Linked DNA regions of Rattus norvegicus: region 1 is linked to region 2. Evidence: chromatin contacts called from public Hi-C data. All regions are on one chromosome and are shown on one strand. Each heading gives the region's core, a stretch centred on a gene start, on an enhancer-like site or on the middle of the called end of the contact. The rest is flanking DNA. Distances are from core to core; before and after follow the strand shown. Region 1 overlaps Npas2 (neuronal PAS domain protein 2). Region 2 holds the start of Npas2 (neuronal PAS domain protein 2).

Region 1 (6,780 bases), core at 501-3,000, 140 kb after region 2:
TCCGTGGAAACAACTAAGCAAGCCAACTGAGTGTTACAACCAGCTTGTGAGTTGTGCGTGAAGAGTTCCCCGTGTCTCCCCGCAGAGCCCCTCCAATCATAGGATACCTGCCCTTTGAAGTACTTGGCACGTCAGGCTATGACTACTACCACATTGATGACCTGGAGCTCCTGGCCAGGTGCCACCAGCACTGTAAGTACCACTCACCAGCCCAACCAGGAGCTTTGTTTTTGCTTCTCAAGAGCCCAACGGCAGGATTCTGTGCCTCTGGGAGCCTGCTTGCCAGGGTGGCTCAGGCATGGTGTCCCATGCAGTAATTGTAAGGGGCTAATGGGATTCTTTCCTACACTGAGCCCTATGGCTCCAACTTGGAATTGATATTGCCCAAATCCCCAGCAACATCCCATGATCATCCAGAAAGTCATGCTTATTAATCCTAATAAAAAAATTAAGGTGGGGCTAGACTTTCTTTTAGGCTGTAGAATGCACTTGAAAGACAAAATACCAAATGCCCTGCCTGTTCTTGAGTCACCAGTCAGACATTGGCGGCTGACTACAAGGCTAAGGTTCATCTCCTGTCCTCCTCAAATATAACATTCTCCAGGTAGTGGCTTTGTAGCTTGAGTTTCCCGGTAAAAGTTCTTTTGGACATTCACTCAAAAGATGCTCTTAACTGCAGCCAGCATCTATCTCATGGCTGCCCTCTAGGGCAGAGTCCAGTACAGAAGGGGTATGTGGAGATTCTTGAGGGGATCAGAGGGCCCCTCCAGCGCTGAAGGAAAAGTCGGAGAAGGCTCTGTGCCACAGAAGAGGGAAGCACTCTGGGAAGCATTTAGGGTCCGCCCCATGCCCTGGGAAAGCAAGAATTACAAGCTTTTCCAGTTCTCATTCACAAGAAGAAACAACCACTCGGAGGCATATTTTCGGCACCAGTGCTCAGCTTTGAGTAAAAACAGTTTCCATAATTTCGATTCTGATAAATGGTCCATGGGCAATGGTCTTCAGTAGATGCCTTACCTTTAGGAGCTGTTTGGACTTTCTTCTCTGTGCTGTCCCTGTTGACGGAGGAGCATGCTGGAACTGCAGCTAAGATCTATTAGGATGTAAAGTTCACCTTAACCTTCACCCCTTCTCATAACATTCTCAAAATGTAGCTTAGGCCAGCCGCATAAGCACCAGATTAGCTACGGCTGTAGACTCTCGAGCTCCCACCATCAGGGATCAGGGAGGGGAAAATCCATTTTCACAGCCCCTCCAACTCGGTTGGTATGCACATTCAGATATGAGAAGCATGTCTGCTTTAAACCTCTGGCTGCCTCTGACGCTGCTAGCACAGAAGATGTGCTTGCTTTGTAGAGTGCACACGTCCATTCTGCGAGCCCTCCCTGCTCAGAACTGCATTTTTGAGGCCATGGTTCCCTTTGCTAGCTCCACTTCCCTAGGTAAGATTCCTCACCACTGTTTTTATTACAAGATGCTAAATTGCGAGCACTGCGGTAATAAAATCCAAATTGGTCTTCTTCCTCGGATCCATAATTCATCTTTCTGCCTCACGTGAGCTAATAAACCACTAGCATGCATTCTGTCCTGGATAACCAGCCCTCACCCCCCAAGGAGCCATCTGCAGACAAAACTCCAAGGCCTCTGGGCAGTTGTGCAGCTGCAGGGAAGACCTAGACTGTAGGCGTCCATGCCAGACTCTGTTCTAAAAGCGGTGTAGGCTGAGACTCAACTGTGGATGACAGTTGGAGAGTCTGTCCATCGGTAGCTAGTCATCAGGTCTATTTTGGCTCCACTTCTCCCAGCGTCTGGATGCTCTCTCCTCTGCTCAGCTCTTGAAGTTCCAAAGGCATCATACCTCCAGCAGGAAGATGAGTCCCAAGAAACCAGGGCTTCCTTTTATTTAAGCCTACAGCTGGAGGAAAAAATCTATCCTAGTGTGCCATTTTGTGAAGAAGAACTCTTTAAGCCTCTGCATTTGGTAACAGACGGATTGCCGTATTCAGAGTCCTTCTGTTTGACTGAGTATGACTAAGTCAAAGCACTTGCCTAATAAGCATGAGAGGCCCCAAACTCAACCCCTAGGACCCCACAACCCCCAAGAGTATCAGATAGCATGTTAACCGTCACTTGAAGTACAATGCGACCAGAAAAATAAGCAATATTTGTGCTGCCTCCTGCAACGTCTAGATCTTAGTCAAAAGTCTTGGGAGAAAAGTAACTACTTGGGGGAAAGTGACTACTTTTACATTAGCGCACGTTACATAGTCTGCTGTTTCTCATCCTAGTGATGCAGTTTGGCAAAGGGAAGTCGTGTTGTTACCGGTTTCTAACCAAAGGACAGCAGTGGATTTGGTTGCAAACCCACTACTACATCACCTACCACCAGTGGAACTCCAAGCCCGAGTTCATCGTGTGCACACACTCGGTGGTCAGGTACTGAGCAGCCTGGGCCTCTGGGAGGTGCCTGGGAGGGTGGACAAGGCTCCCCCCAGGCCTAGGGAAGGGCCAGGGACCACCTTAAGTATGCCCTGTATGAGAGGAGAGACTCTGTCTGGCATCTGCAGCAAGCTGGATAGACAGAACTCAGTCCCTGCCCAGGTACACACCCACTCTCCTCCAGGCCTGGGACTTCCTTGAGCTTTCAGTCAAGGCCCTTTGAAAGCTGCCAGGATATTACTTACTAAGTTCCTGCTTCGGTGACCTACTTACATATTTTTCCCTCATCCCTATCCAACCCCCAGCTTTTCCTTGTTGCTGTTTTTGAGAGGAAAATTAAAATGTTGCCACCAAATAACTCAAACGCATACTTCTTTTTTTTTTCTTTAAGTCTTAAAAAAAACCATGCTGGCAACTAGGTAACATTAAGAGAACAGCTGGGCTGCCTCTAGGAAACTGGTCCCTAGCAGCCTTAGGGAGCCCACAGTTCAGGGCAGATAAGCAGAGAGTCAAAGGATAATAATATATCCAGCATAGCATAGATGTAACTGGGTGGGTTCCCAACCCTAAGAGGTGAAGGGAAGTGGTCATTCTCCCTCCATTCCCAGCACAGAAACACCAAGAAAACAAGTTGGTCAGAGGCTGGTTTAGAAGACAGACTTTGTGCCCAGCAAAGTGGCATGCTCCTATTATTCTAGCATGAGGAAACTGAGTCAGGAGGATATCAAGTTTGAGGCCAACCTGGGCTAAAGGTTGGACCTTGTCTCTGAAAAAAATTCTAATAAAATAATAAATATCCCACCCCTCTATCAAGTGGATTTTACATCTATATATGGCTAATAACTGATGGACAATATTTTAAATTATTTTCATATTAAAGATATACAAGCACTTTTTTCTTCTCACTGTTCATAAAGAGTACAGTATACCAGCTATGTGCAAAGCATTTACATTGCACTGTGTGTTAGGAGAAAACTATCAACAGTGTGAGTCTGCAAGAGGGCAATGTGTAAATGCTGCCCCATTTTATGTTAGGGACCTGAGCATCTACAGAGAGATGATATATATGTGTGTGTGCATGTGTATGTGCATATATATGTATCTGTATATGTGTATATACAGATATATGTATATATGTATAATGTGTATATGTATATGTGTATGTATGTGTATATGCATATATGTATATTTGTATGTGTGCATATGTGTATATGCTATATGTGTATATGTTTGTGTGTATGTGTGTACACATATATGTATGCATATGTGTATACATGTGTATGTGTATATGTATATATATGTATATGTATTTGTGTATATATGTATATGTGTATATGCTTATATGTATACATATATGTATATGTGTGTATGTGTATGTGTGTATGTGTATATGTGTATGTGTATATGTGTATGTGTATATATGTATGTGTATGTATGTGTATATGTATTTGTGTATATATGTATATGTGTATATGGTTATATGTATACATATATGTATACATGTGTATGTGTATATATGTATGTGTATGTGTGCATTGTGTATATGTGTGTACATGTATGTATATGTGTATGTTACATATACATATATGTGTGACACATATGAAGATGGGCACACACCTGTGCACATGTATGTGCATTAGTATGAGGAGAATAGGGAAGCACTGACCTTTCTCAGCCATTGATCTTATTTTATCACAGAATGCGTCCATGCTCAGACTCACTCTTGTACTCCCAACCCATTCTCTTGGACTTCCTCAGCCAGTGACCTGCGGCTTTGTGGCCACTCACCCATTGCCTCTCAGGCTATGTCTTTTCCAGTGGACTTCTCAGTCCCTAGGAAAGGGTGCATGACACCCTGCTCTCTCCTCCACCTCCCCAGTCATAGGAAGAAGCTAGGTCTAGGAGAGCATGGAAAATAAACAGTAAATAATAAGGGATCAGACACCCTAGTGTCTCATCCCAGTCCCCTCCTAATCCTGCAGCTCCACCACGGAGTTATCTACAGTGAACAAAAAGGGTCCCTAGATTCAGCAGTGGCCTGGAACTGGCTAGGTTTGTCTCTTTATAGATACGTCCATATATACTGTTCATAATGAACAAGTTTGAAGCACAGTTTTTAATTCTCTACAAGTGGAAGCTTATCAACAAATAAACTATATATCCTAAAAGCTACTGTATCTGGAGATTTTGGGCAATGAAGGGGCAGAGAACAACAGGGAGAGAAATAGAAGCAGCCCAGAAATGGAAATATCTGGAATATACTATTAGAATCTTCGTGAGGCAGTTAGGCAGGAACGAAACTTGATCCTCTGAGCAGGTGACAGGTGGGCTTCTTTGTGCCACACATTCTACGAGTAGGTTTTGTGTAGGGAGCCCCATGTGTCCCAGTGAGCCTCCACGGTGGTGTCTCTCTTCTGAACAGTTACGCAGATGTCCGAGTGGAAAGGAGACAGGAGCTGGCTCTGGAAGATCCACCCACAGAAGCCATGCACCCCTCTGCACTGAAGGTGAGTCCATCTCTGCCCAGAGGGAGAGGCTAAGCACTGGTACCTCTCATGGGTTTTTCTGACAGATACCAGGCTGGCTAGAATGGGTTCATCTCTACTAGGCTCACTGGAGACTCACAGCTCTCCCGATGGCTTGTGGGTGTCTGCTCATTTAGCTTCCACCATGGTCCTGTGAGGAGGGTACTGTGTGCTCTCTTCCCTCCCTCTGAGGAGCATGGAAGCATGGGTACCCAAGCACAGGCCTGTAAGACGCTGGCTCAGAAACAGCCTCTGGATTCGAGGAATGGCTTGACGATTTCCCAGCCTTCCAGTGATGGCTGTAAAAAGCCACAGGTGAAGTGCTGGAGAGGAACCCCATCCCCCACTAGAGTGTGGGACAGTCCTCTCTTCGACTGAGCTTTGCTATATTGCTTCCAAGTATTAGCCTGCTCCTCCTGAGCTTGCTGGCTTTGATTTTGCCTTGTGGTGCCAGGAGGGCACTCCATGTTTCCGACTCAGTGTCACAAGATTTTAGTTAATAGCCACAGTGGCATCAGAATGCCAATGTAAAGACGATCCTTCTGTCCACCAATCCCATCCCCTCCTTCCTTCCCCTACCTAGAGTTCCCTGCTCCCATCTGTCCAGACTTTTCCTCACACAGTGTCAAGGAACAGTGAAGGTCAGAGCCTCAGGCCTCAAAGGCCATTTATCCAGCAAGCAAAAACATTAGAAGATGGAGTACAAGAAAGCTAAGAGCATCCTGGGCTAAGAAACTGAGCCCCTGTTCTTTCAGGAGAGCAAACGCTGCCCATCAATCTATGAAATGAGGATTTCTTTTCCTCAATTGTGGGGTATGTTGAAAGGTAGGCGAATGCTTGGAAGCAGAGCCATTTAAGTTCTAGGGTGTCCAGCAATCTAGATTTCGGGATCTGCCCAAAGGCTTTGCAGCAGCCTGACAGCCTGTCTGATCAATAACAATAACCTGTCATCCTGTGGATGAAATTGGGAGGAAGGAGAAATCTCCTTCGAAGATCAGAGAGCCTCGTCTGCAGAGACTCACCTGACCTCTGTGAGCCTTCCCCCCACATCCTCACCTGGCGGGCTGCCACCGCTTAGGGGAGTGTCTGCTCCCACATCACACTCCACATATCAGGTCAGAGAATGGAATTCTGCTAGCGTTAGACAGGTTGTTAGACACGCCATACATCAAACACAGAGCAGTGTAATATATACCCAATGGCCAATCAGAAATTCATCTCTCGGGTTTCTGTGTGAAAAGGTTAACAACTTCCTTTGAAGTGAAACCTCTATGATGTTGCTTCTCACTCTGTGGTGATCTTGTTTGGGGGACATGTAATGTTCTGCTGACTGACATGTCTGTGAAATGCAGATTCCATTGTTAGAGATGATATTCCGTGCTAGCAATGTCTGTGAAAGCCCCTCAGTGTGCACACTCACTCCTGGGGCTGCTTCCTCTGCTGAGCAGGAACATGCAACTCACTGTGGGATGGTGCAGTGACCCTTGAACCAGCCTCTTCTAAGGAGATTGTCACTAAGCAAATGACATTTCCCACCACACATACAGGCACACCCTGCTATTCTGTTTGACAGAAAGGATTGTAGGTCAAATATCAGTCACCTCAGTCCTCTCTACAAGTGCACATGTGCACACACACACAAGCATATACACACACACACATACACAAGTGTACACACACACACACACACACACACACACACACACACACACCATGGTAGCAACAGAATCCAAAAGTCAGGACGACACTTGGGCTCACATATGTGAAGCTGAATCCCAAGTCAGTGGTCATTACTTGGTGGTCTTCAGCTTAAAAA
Region 2 (5,960 bases), core at 1,540-4,039:
TGAGGCTTGGAATAAATATCACCACAGCATCCATACCATCTCCATAACAAACAGGAATAAAAATCAGGAAGACTCCTCACAACCAATAAGAACAGACGGCGAAAATACTTGTTATACTACAGCCCTGTGTTATTAGGCCTTGTCAATAAAAGGTATCCCAGTGGGTTTTCAAGTCCCCAGAGGGAGTTGGAATCTCTTTCAAAGAAAGTTTAAAAAAAAAGAAAGAAAGAAAGGAGAGGGAGAGGGAGAGGGAGAGGGAGAGGGAGAGGGAGAGGGAGAGGGAGAGGGAGAGGGAGAGGGAGAGGGAGAGGGAGAGAGAGAGAGAGAGAGAGAGAGAGAGAGAGAGAGAGAGAGAGCTCTAACTTCTTCATTAAATCCGGTTAGAAACACAATTTCATCTCTACTGGATATTAGTCATAGCCACTGTTTAAAGACACAGTTAAAGCTTGCTTTCCTAAAAGAAAAGGACGTGAGGACAGAGAGAAAAGTAAAGAAAAATAAAATACTCCCCCCCTCTCTAGTTGGAAAGGGAACTCCAAACTAACAAGGGGTCAGTCAGCCTTCTCTTTCCTCAAAAACCTTGAAGTCAGAAGCAAGCGAGCCCGAGAACTTCAGGGTTTGTAGGAGGCTCAGAGTTCTGTGTGTGTGCTTTTTTTTTTTCTTCAGAAGGAGAATTAGACAAAAATAATACAAATGGGAAATAAAGAGAATGACCTACTTTACTCTGGGGGTTGGGGAGGGAGGGAGTTCTCCGTGAGTGTTTTTCATCTAATTGACGGTGTGTAGGGTTGCAGGTCCAAATAAGGAGCCTCTGGTGCTGGCCCGGTTTGCACTGGAGAGGAGAAATCCAGGCCTTGAACACCATCAGGCTAGCTCATGGGACTAAAACCTCAGGAGCTCTAGAGAACCCTTTCGGGGGGGGGGGGGGGACGAACCAGGAGCCAGTGGGAGCTCTTTCCTTGTTGAGACCACTTGCTGGAATGTGAGATCTAGAAGGACCAGGGAGAGCTGCCAAGACAGAGCCGTGCCCCAGGAATTGAACCCCTGCGGTGTCAGGGAGCAGGGGATCTTTGTGCGCCTAGTGCGGGGAACGTGGCTCCCCTCTTTGGGCTGGTCTAGCCAGGTGCCTGCCCGCCATGATCTCCGCCACGGAGTGCAGGGTTGTTGTGGGTTTGGGTGCCACCTTTGAGCTCTTCCGCAGGGCTAGCAGGCTCCCCCATCACCCCATTCACGCTCAGAACCCCCTCAGTGTGTCTAACAGCAGGCCCCGGTTCCCCGAACCCTGTCTGCACATCTGTCTTGGCTAGGGTTTTGCAGAAGCTTGGTAAAAAGGCTCCCTGTGTTCTTGCGCACGCCGCTCTCTACAGCTTCTCTTTTTCTTGGATTCTCGCCTGTCTCCTCCCACAGGAAAAAAAAAAGGTCACGTATGTTTGGAAAAATATGTAGGTCAGTGGAACATTTCCTGCACTGGTGCAAAAGGAGAGAGGGCAGTGGGGGCGGGGAGGGAGAGGCCCAGCGCTGCTCCGAGGGCGCCTCCTGGCCGCAGCCCCCGACCTGCAGCCCTAGGGTTACAAGGGGACATTTAGCGGGTTCTTGCCGATCCTTGACCCATTTTCCGGACAAGCTAAGCTCGCCCCAGAGGAGGCGCCGACTATTCCTCCCTAGCAACCGCTGCTGACTTCCACGAACAGCGTTCTGTCTCACGTCCCAGGACCCCTCGTCTCACCTGGTGTCCCCTCACTCACCCATGTCCCCAGTGGCCTGAGTCACGGAAGCGTATAGGCCTGCCCTTAGAGGTCGGCGTGGGCAAGGGGGACGAGACAGCCACGTTCTAGCAAACATCCCCACTCAGTGACAGCACAGTTGCAGTGGGCACTTCGATGGTTCCATTAAGCCGGGGCACGGGATTCTTTGCTACCCGCCCCCAACCCCAGCCGCCAGTGACAACTTTAGCGGGACCCCGGTCCTTTTCCCAGGTCTGCGCTAAGCACAACCTCCCCTCTTCCACCGCGCCCAGTCCGGACCATATTGGCCGGACCCCCACTTCGATCTCCCTACCACCACCCAAGCAGCCTCGTAGGACTCGCAGAGGCCCTGGGGACGCACGGGTGTCTGCACCGCGGAGAGTCGCCGGGGGTCGCAGGGTCCGCGTCCCTGCGGCAAGCTCTGAGTGCACGGCTCACACTGGGTTTGGACCCTGGGGTGGGGGGGTGGGGAGCCGGTAGCCGCGGGAGCCTCGAGGCTTAGGAGGAAGAAGAGGAGGAGGAAGGGGAGCGGGAGGAGGAGGAGAGGGAGGAGAAGGAGGAGGAGGCGGCAGCGGGGCGGGGAGGCGGCAGCGGTCCCCGGCTCTGCGCGCCCAAGAGTTTGCGGCGCGAGCGGCGGGCTTTCCCGCAGGACCCGAGGGACCCGCGCAGCGTCCGCGGAGCCCCGAGACCCCGGCGGCAGCGGCGAGAGCAGCGCCTCCCGCCGCCGCCCGGGAAAAGCTCCCTGAGCCCGCCTGCCGCCCGGCTCCCCGCGGCGGCGGGAGGCGCGTCTCCCCGGCCCAGTCGGTGCCCGGCCTGGCGGGGCCGCCCCGGCCCGCTCGGAGGTAAGAGGCCACCGCGTCTGGGGACGCGCGATCTCGGGTGGGAATACGTGCGCGTGGCTCGCGGCTCTGGTCACCTGCTCGCTAGCACTGGGGACGCGCGGGGCAGGGAGGGACGCTCGGGCGCGACACCGCGCGAGGCTGCGCAGCGCAAGCACCCGGGGGTTGGGGCACAGGGAGGTGAGTCCTGCGCACTTCAGGTCCTGCCGCCCCAGGCATCGGGTCCTGTCGACCGCTGCAGCCAGACCGACGGTGGGCTCCCGGAGCCACTCACCAAGGGAGAGGACTAGGCACCCCGAACCTCGGGATTCGGGGGTGCTCGGAGGGTGCTAGATGAGTGCTGCGTGCCCGGACAGAATCTTTGAAGATTGCCCGCAGCCCTTCCAGAGCTCCACCGCATGCATCCTGAACCTTGGAAGCCTGGGACGCCTAGCGAGTGTGGTTGCCCGGCCGTGGCCCTGGTGTCACTGCGTTCCTGGGTCTGACTTGGCTTAGGGCCGGATTGAAAGCCGGATCTTTGTGCTTAGACAGCTCCTGGGACTCCCCGGGTTGGATGCTAGAGCACTGTTTTAGTGGGAGGTGTGCCCCCTCCCCAAGTAGAGGAGGGGTGCACCCTTGACTTTTCTAAAAAGCGACTTAGGGTGGAAAGCAGAGGGCAGGGACAGGTACCAAGAGGCTCAATTCAAAGCCAGCCTCTTCCCTCTGCCCGCCTCTCCTTACTGCTTAAGGTAAGAAAGTTTGTTTTCAGCTCTGTGGTTCATAAATAATTAGTAACCAGTTTTGTTGACGAAGCAAGATGGAAACCTTAAGTATACACGCGCATTTCCAGGGACTCTAGAAACTCCTAAGGTTAAACCCGGGAGCCTTTAGTTCCTAAAGTTGTAGGCTGTAGCGCTCAACAGGTGTTGCAAGGGTCCTAGAAGCCCCACCTTAGGCTTTTTTTCACTACCCACTGCGCTAGGATCCGCCCGTGTTCACGGTTAGCTTGCTTCTTTACAGGTGAATATTGAGTAGTTATTAACTGAGTCGGCAGAGACTGCTAGTCTGTCTCAATCATTAGGACTCTGTTATCCTTAATAGGGTTTTCTTTAATGGGAGAGATTTCCCATTTGGACTTTCCAGGTAGTTAGTTAGTCCTGAAGCAGTTCCTAGCAGGACTCAGCTCTGTCAACACCTTCATGTCTCTCTCCCACAGTGAAGTCCCCATCCAGCGAACTGGCCAACTAATTGTGGCTCGCATGAAAAACAGCCAGCCCTGGAAGGCACCCTTCACACTCAAGAGCAAATACTGGCTTGATCTTCCTTCCTGCAGCTAAAATTTCTCTGAAGGAAAATGTTGCCAGAAATAACCTCCAATCTTTTTTTTTTTAAATAACCCCTAAATAAATACAATCCTGTTTTTAAAAGAGATATTGCGATCTGGGCCACTATTTTGCAGAGCAAAAATTTTTATACAGACAAATATGAACCAGTTGAAGAATTGGCATTTCCCAGCAGTCTTTTTTTTTTTTTCCATTTCCCCTCAGAAACCCATACCTCTATTTGCAGGTCATCCCACTGTGCAGACGTGAAAAAAAAGTGTTTTATTCCAACAACTCCCTAGAGTTCCATCTTGAGGAGTGGGAAAGGATATACCCTAAAGAAAGCACGTTATTAATAAAATGTTACATACGCACACCCAAGAATTAGACATGCCCAGAGAATGGAGTGAGACATTTACAATTAGTGCGTTAACAGGAAGTTTTCCTGGTAGAATAGATGTTTATGTGGTAACTGAAGAGATGACCTTTATATAGAAAATTATGTTTTTTTAAAAAGAACGTACTTAGTTGTTTGTAACAATTTGGTCTCTGCTTAACATTTCTAGCTGTTTCATGATGAAAAACAAAACAAACAAACAAGCAAACAGTGAAACCAGTAAAAACAAGTCACGATTTAAATCCATCTTCGGGGAGCTTCTTTCTTAGGTCTTGGTAACCTATAAAAGTAGCTATTTCTCCATTGCAAGAGCCAATGGTGTTGAATTTCTTCAGGTTAAATTAATACATGGGTTTTGCGCTCTCTCTCTCTCTCTCTCTCTCTCTCTCTCTCTCTCTCTCTGTGTGTGTGTGTGTGTGTGTGTGTGTGTGTGTGTGATACAATCCAGATATATATAAATATATCCAGAATTTTGCTTAGATTAAATCCTCAGAAGCCAAAGGGCTAAATCATCATGGATTTTTAAAACAAGAACACGCGTGCTTTGACCTGGATGCCAAGAGCCACCTGTGAACTTTCCACCGGTTGTTCTGGCTGATTCCCCCGCACACTGCACCGTCTACCCCAGCAGAGGTCAAATTGTGAAGGGGTTGAAAATAGCCTAGTGAGTCAGTACTCTTGGCTGCTTTACTCTTAACAGTTTAATTGGCTTCATCATGGCAAGTGTATAATGGAGTTTCACATTTACATAGTGAAAATGGTACTTGAAGCCGCATTGGCTCACAGGAACGTTTCATTAGCATATCCCTCCTCCCCGCCCCGCCCTCGCCCCCCCCCCCCCCACTGGCCTCATGCTATTTGTAGCAAAGAATAGCAAAGACAGGTTGAGGACTGTCACCTCCAAATCTTTTCCTCTCGTCTCTAGATGCTCGATAAATAGGTATGGAAGACAAGCTGAGTTGTCGCTAATCACTATCCAAAGGTTAGATGTTTCTGAGTGCTCATGGGGTACTTAACTATGAGTAATCCTGTGTCAAGTCAGACGGTGATTAATAATACCGAAGTACACAGGGAAACATTTATTGAACACAAGCATGTAATGGAGACATTTTCCACGCAATCTTTAGCTAAGGCCCTGCTGTTTCTCACTTGACTTTTTTTTTTTTTTTTTTTTTTTTTTTTTGGATTGGGGGCCGCGGGGCTGTGTTAGGCGAAGAGTCATTTCTTAGCCGGATTTCCCCTAGAGGCCACTTAAGTGTCTGCAGGTCAGAGTGTCTAGCTCCGTTTGGTGATTCAGAACAAGAATGAAGAGTTTCCCTTTTATTCTGGTGTAAAATAAACAGTGTGTATGGAGAGGTGGAAGGGGGCGGGCAATCGGAATGCAGTGAGTCGCTGGGGGTTAGGGGTGGGGCCGTCACAGGAAGAAGTCTAGTTCAGAAGCTTCAGTGCTACACACAAGCAGGCTCTGGGATACACTTAATCTCTTCAGCACATGCTTACTGAGGGTGTGCTAAACAATGGGCCAGAAGATACAACGTATAGAAGAGACATACATGTAGCAACCAGAGATGCGGAAGAGAGAACACTGGTTCTTTAAAACTGCCGTGCCTCCAGGAGGAGCTGCCACCCCCCCCCCTCGGTCCCCCGCACCCGGGTGGATGGATGGCCACCATTTCCC

What was found. Hi-C and Micro-C count contacts between places; a contact is called where the count stands out from the background.
Region 1: a contact with region 2 is called in a Hi-C map of psoas muscle, with 2.5 times the contacts expected there. The contact joins the enhancer-like site here to the promoter of Npas2 in region 2. A contact is called at or near these places in 9 of 12 Hi-C or Micro-C datasets (the A7r5 cell line, the Rat2 cell line, Schwann cells and 6 more).

Annotation. Positions count from the first base shown.
Region 1 is chr9:49,099,316-49,106,095 of GRCr8, forward strand. It overlaps Npas2 (neuronal PAS domain protein 2), which reads left to right. Exons shown (of 21, transcript NM_001108214.3): 10 at 86-192; 11 at 2,289-2,436; 12 at 4,862-4,946. Among named protein-coding and RNA genes, the nearest start is that of Rpl31, 40 kb to the right of the region's middle. Within about 2 kb of position 1,751, at least 11 of the 93 cell types and tissues checked have an H3K27ac peak or open chromatin away from gene starts, as enhancers often do. A contact at or near this core is called in prefrontal cortex, where this site is marked.
Region 2 is chr9:48,956,776-48,962,735 of GRCr8, forward strand. It overlaps Npas2 (neuronal PAS domain protein 2), which reads left to right and starts at 2,790. Exons shown (of 21, transcript NM_001108214.3): 1 at 2,790-3,312.